Regions from separate parts of the Macaca mulatta genome. Here region 1 is linked to region 2. A link is a contact called in public Hi-C data. All regions are on one chromosome and are shown on one strand. The core of a region is the stretch at or near the end of the contact, and the rest is flanking DNA. Distances in the headings are between cores, read along the strand shown.

What was found. Hi-C and Micro-C count contacts between places; a contact is called where the count stands out from the background.
Region 1: a contact with region 2 is called in a Hi-C map of liver, with 2.4 times the contacts expected there. The contact joins the promoter of TMEM134 here to the promoter of PITPNM1 in region 2. A contact is called at or near these places in 3 of 14 Hi-C or Micro-C datasets (CD4 T cells, fetal cortical plate and liver).

What each region holds. Positions count from the first base shown.
Region 1 is chr14:6,911,929-6,914,628 of T2T-MMU8v2.0, forward strand. It overlaps TMEM134 (transmembrane protein 134), which reads left to right and starts at 1,379. Exons shown (of 7, transcript XR_003722456.2): 1 at 1,379-1,614; 2 at 2,536-2,600.
Region 2 is chr14:6,875,007-6,877,735 of T2T-MMU8v2.0, forward strand. It overlaps PITPNM1 (phosphatidylinositol transfer protein membrane associated 1), which reads left to right and starts at 1,391. Exons shown (of 25, transcript XM_077961983.1): 1 at 1,391-1,491. It overlaps CDK2AP2 (cyclin dependent kinase 2 associated protein 2), which reads left to right. Exons shown (of 4, transcript NM_001266586.1): 2 at 1-72; 3 at 167-299; 4 at 653-1,148. The coding sequence ends at 720.

The DNA.
Region 1 (2,700 bases), core at 129-2,628, 37 kb after region 2:
ATAGTACCCAAAACAGTGTTTGGCCCTGAGTAGATGTTTAATAAATACTTGTGGCAGAAATGAATGAGGGGTTTGCCAAAGTCCCAAATACTTCCAAGTGGTAGAATGGGGATTTGAACCCAGGTCCACCTAATTCACAGAGCACTTCTGCTTTCTGCTGTCTTCCACCCTCACCCTCACCAGTCCCCATGGGTTTTTTTTTTTTTTTTTGACGGAGTCTTGCTTTGTTGCCCAGGCTGGAGTGCAGTGGTATCTCCACTCACTGCAACCTCTGCCTCCAGGGTACAAGCAATTCTCCTGCCTCAGCCTCCCAAGTAGCTGGGATTACAGGCACAGGCCACCGTGCCCGGTTAATTTTTGTATTTTTAGTAGAGACTGGGTTTCACCCTGTTGGCCAGGCTGGTCTCGGACTCCTGACCTCAAGTGATCCACTCACCTCGGCCTCCCCAAGTGTGAGCCACATGCCCTGCCAAGAGTTCAGATTTTATTCTAAGTGCAATGGAAAACCAAGGGAATATTTTTTGTTTGTTTTGTTTTGTTTTGTTTGAGATGGAGTCTTGCTCTGTCGCCCAGGCTGGAGTGCAGTGGCTCAGTCTCGGCCCACTGCAACATCTGCCTCCTGGGTTCAAGCAATTCTTCTGCCTCAGCCTCCCAAGTAGCTGGGACTATAGGCATGCGCTACCACGCCCGGCTACTTTTTGTGTTTTTAGTAAAGACAGGGTTTCTTCGCCTGTTGGCCAGGCTGGTCTGGAACTCCTGACCTCAAGTGATCCACCCGCCTCGGCCTCCCAAAGTGCTGGGATTACAGGAGTAAGCCACCGAGCCCGGCCAGTAGCATAATTTTTTAAAAAGGTTTCATTTAAGAATAACACAGAGATAAAAAGATTCGTTTTAAAAGATCACTTCGGCTGCTGCGTGAAGACTGGACTGGAGAAGTGGAAGACACATAAGCTCTCTGAGCCTCGGTTTCCACATTTGCAAAAATGGGGAGAGTACCCCTGCGGTTCAGGGCTGTTGTGAGTAAGGTGGGGAAACAGTTTCCAGGAGTCTCCTTGGCACTCGAGGAACACGCTGCGGTGCAAAAGGCCCTGTCAGGGACCTGGAGGTTGGGGCGTGGAGCCCCCCCAAGGCCCCCACCTACAGGTCTGGGGGCTGTGTCAGAGCCCGGCATCGGCTGTCGCTCGCCATGGCGGCCACTGAGTGGCGTCACTGGCCAGGCACGCGCAGTCTTGAAGAGGCTCCCACCCATCAGCCCGCTCGGCGCTCGGCAGCTCTGGCCTGCTTAGGGCGAACGGGGGCGGTGCCGGCGTGTGGGGCGGAGCCGGCGTGTGGGGCGGAGCCAGGGCCGGAGGGGCGGGGCATGTGGGGGCGGGGCCGCGGCGACGCTGGGCGTGTGGGCGCAGATGGCGGCGGCGCACGGCGCCTGAGCGGGCCGGGGCCATGAGCGCCGCCCGGCCCCAGTTCAGCATTGATGATGCCTTCGAGCTGTCCCTGGAGGACGCGGGCCCTGGGCCCGAGGCCAGCGGGGTCGCGCGCTTTGGGCCGCTGCACTTCGAGCGTCGGGCCCGGTTCGAGGTGGCTGACGAGGACAAGCAGTCCCGGCTGCGCTACCAGGTGAACCGCCCGGCCCACCTCACCCCCTGTCCCCGGCCGGACGGGACCCCAGGCCGGGCCCCAAAGGCCTCAACTCGGGGGAGAATCTGCCTAGAGGCCCCAGCTGAAATGCGAGACCGCCCCCCCACCCCCGGACGTGACTCTTAATCCACAGCCCTGCCCAGGCCCTCCCAGTTCCGATACCGGGCCCCAGCCAGCCGGGAAGAGTCCACAGCCCAGGAGCTCATCCCTCAACTCCAGCTGGGGAACCCAGCCGATTCCCTACTTATCCTGGGTATCGCCCCTGGCCCCCGCTGGGTTGGGGGAGCTCCTCTGTATCTGAACCAGACCTTGCCCACACGCAGGAGCATCCCCTGTGCCCCAGGCCAGCTAAGCTGATGGGAACCCGCACGCCTTTCTCTATTCTGAAAGCCCTCACCCTAATTCCACCATCACCCCTAAGAGCTGGAGCCCCTCTGACATGACCAGTCCTTGCCCACCCTTTGGCTCCCACTAAACCAGAAATCAATCCCCATTTTCCCAGAAAACCTCCACCAACCCTAGGCTGCTTTTCTTGGAGACCTGGACCAGATCCCTGTACCTTGAACCTGGGAACCCTGGGCCTGGCCTTCCCTGGCACCCCAATTCCCAAGCTCCCATTCTAGGCCACTGAATGAGGGCTCCACCCTGACTCCCAAAGTTGGGAGCTCTCCTTTCCCTGGGACCCGTGCAGGCTCCTGCTCCCCAAAGCCCTGGCATCCACCCCCCTCCTACCTGGTTTCTGTGATTCACCAAACCCGTTCTGCAGGGAGGGCGGAGGGCCAGGTGAGCAGCTGCCAGGCGGCCAGGCAAATGGTTGTGTAGGCCTGCTTTCTCTCCCTGGGAAGGGATGAGGAAGGGCCCCAGCCTAGCAACCCTCCTGAGACCTGTGTTCTGCAACAGAACCTGGAGAACGATGAGGATGGAGCCCAGATCTCTCCGGAGCCGGATGGGGGAGTCAGCACCAGGTTAGGGCCAGGTGGGGACCCAACCCTGTACCCCAGCCCCAGCTCCTATCCCCAGGGACCCTGCTCAGTCGCCCACCCCACTTCACTCACTTCCATCCTG
Region 2 (2,729 bases), core at 141-2,640:
GTGCCAGGAGCCGCCGCTCCTTTTAGACCGCTGTTTAACGACTTTGGACCGCCTTCCATGGGCTACGTGCAGGTGAGTGGGGCCAAAGGCTTGCTTATGGATGGGGACTGGAGTCCCCCTCCCCGCCAGGTGCCTGAGCTCACTGCCCTGTTCTCTTTTGACATAGGCGATGAAGCCACCCGGCGCCCAGGGCTCCCAGAGCACCTACACGGACCTGCTGTCAGTCATAGAGGAGATGGGCAAAGAGATCCGGCCCACATATGCTGGCAGCAAGAGCGCCATGGAGCGCCTGAAGAGAGGTAAGTGAGGCCAGGCCGCCCTGCTTAGGAAACCGACACTGGACTATCTTCCATTAGGGAAAGAAAGACATCCGGAGGCCACCTGAGCCAAGCCTAGAGGAGGGCCAGTATTACTACCCAGAGAGGTGTTTTGAATCGAATTGAAATTGCGTCCATTTCCAGGGAAGAGCCTGGGAATTTGTACTTCTACAGGGCAACCTTGAGGATTAACCAAACCTCTAATCTCATCTAGCCGTCATTAGTTTGGAATTTCTCTTGCTGAAAGGGGAAAGGGAGTGGGGAGGCAGGGGTCCTCCTCTGGAGGGCAGTGGGTGGGGCTGTGGAGGGTTGCTGAGACCCCACCCCACCACCAGGTATCATCCATGCTCGGGCCCTAGTCAGAGAGTGCCTGGCAGAGACAGAGCGGAACGCCCGCACGTAACAGGAAGCGCCCCGGCCTCAGCGTCTGGACCTTTCCCGGCCACTGCAGAGCACCCGCTTCTCCCTGGCCTTCATCCCGAGTTGCACTAACCATCCTGGGCTTCCTGTCCTGTGTCCCTTGGTGGGTCCCCTCCAGGAACCAAGGAGCGGCTCTCCAGGTGGCAGCACTAAGGACATCCCCCCACAACAAGAGTTAGCAGCGAGGTCCCCATGAGTCCCACCCATGACCTGCCAACAGTGTTGCCCACCGGAACTTTCTGTGGTCCCCACCGCTCAGCCCTTCCCAGCCCTTCTCCCACTTTGTCCCGAGCCTCCTTCTCCCCCAGCAGGGGCTCAGGCCTGGCACCTCACTGCCTTGTGTCCTGAGCCATAGTGACTCTTTTATCTGTGTGTCTTTTGCTAAATATGCCCTTTTTATATTAATAAAAGATGATTTGGAGTTGTGCTCTCAGCTCTGAGCCTTTCTGGGTCTGGTTCTTCAGCTAAACCTGGGTGGGCCAGGCAGAGAAAGGGGAAGAGGAGACTAGGAGTGGGGAGGGTGTGACTAAACAGGGTTTGACTTGCCTCTGTGGGCCATCAGCCTCAGGTGGGAACCGGGCCCTCTCCGCCCCAGCCGTGGCGCTGAGAGCCCTGGGCCTTCCTGTGGTGCCACCAGGGGGCAGCACAGGGCCTGGCTGCTTCCACAGCCCTTGGCGCTATGGGCAGCCTGGGCCTGGAGGGCGCTTCCTCTGGATTGGCGGTGATGCCTGGCAGCATGGAAATGCCAGTTCACGTAAGCCACTCCCTCAAACGCCCTAATGCCCTGACAACACCCCAGCCTCTGAATCAGCCCTGAAGGTCTCTGACTCCTCAGAGAGAACGGGCACTGCTGCTTCCAGCCCTTGGCCTCACAGTCAAGGGGAGGGGCTGGCCGGGTGCTGCTGTCACTACCCCAGCACCTTGTAGCAGGCTGGGTGGGATCCCATGAGCCCAGCCTTGCGGTGCCTCATGAGGCCTTTGCCCAGACTCCGGGTGGCTGGGTGACCAGACTTGTGGACCCGGAAGGCAGAGGTGGGGGAGGCTTTGTGGCCCCATGCAGGGACTAGCCCAGCCACTCAGAGTGACAACCCGCTTCTGCCTGGGCGTGTAGCTGGGTGACCATAGAGGCCTGGGGCCCTGGAGCCCAGCCCTAGGTGGAGGCACGTCAGAGCCGCCAGCTTCTGGCTAGACTGGTGGGGAGGCATTTCCTCTACCCTGGGTCCCAAATCTAAGGACTGGGTGAGAAGAGGAGAGTGGGCCTGGGACCTCCTTTATCAAACTCCACCTTGTCACTGTACACAGGAGGGCTGGGCTAGGGTGGAGATAGGAACTAAGAGTCTTTGGGGACCCCAGTCAGCACTGAGGGACTAAGAAGTGCCAGAATTTAGGCAATGGCCTCTTTCCCACTGCCCGGGGGAAGGAAGGCAGGGGCCTGCCTCCCCGCCTCCTCCGCTGCAGGCGGGGCTGCCCGGACCCCGCCGGGGTGGGGAGGGCCAGCCGGGCCCAGGAAAGGGGCGGGGCGGCCGCAGTGACGCGGCGGGCTGCGGGGAGGGACGGCAGGGGCGCCGGCGGGCGGATCGAGAGGAAGGTCGGGGCCATGGGCCGGCACTGCGCCTCGGGAGGGTCCGGCCACCGCTGGAACCCAAGGCCGGGGCTGGGGGCGCTCCGGGCTCCGACCCACGGGCCGGCCGGCCCTGCCCGGGCTGGGTGAGGGGCGCCCGCCTCAAGCTAGAGGTGAGCCGGGACGTCGGCAGGCGGGCCGAGAGCGCGGCAGGGGACCGGGACGCCGGCGAGCAGAGGGAAGTGGGGACAACGGGGCCTCTCGCTTGCTCGCGGGGTGCGAGTGGGGGATGGAGGGGTGCCTGCAGCGGAACCTCGGTGCCAGTCTGGGGCGCAGGTGGGCGGAGCGGGTCTCCAGGGCCAGGGCCCGTGGGATACCAAGTGGAGCCACTCTGGCCTCAGCCTGAGGAGGGCTCACCCCCCCAGAAGAGG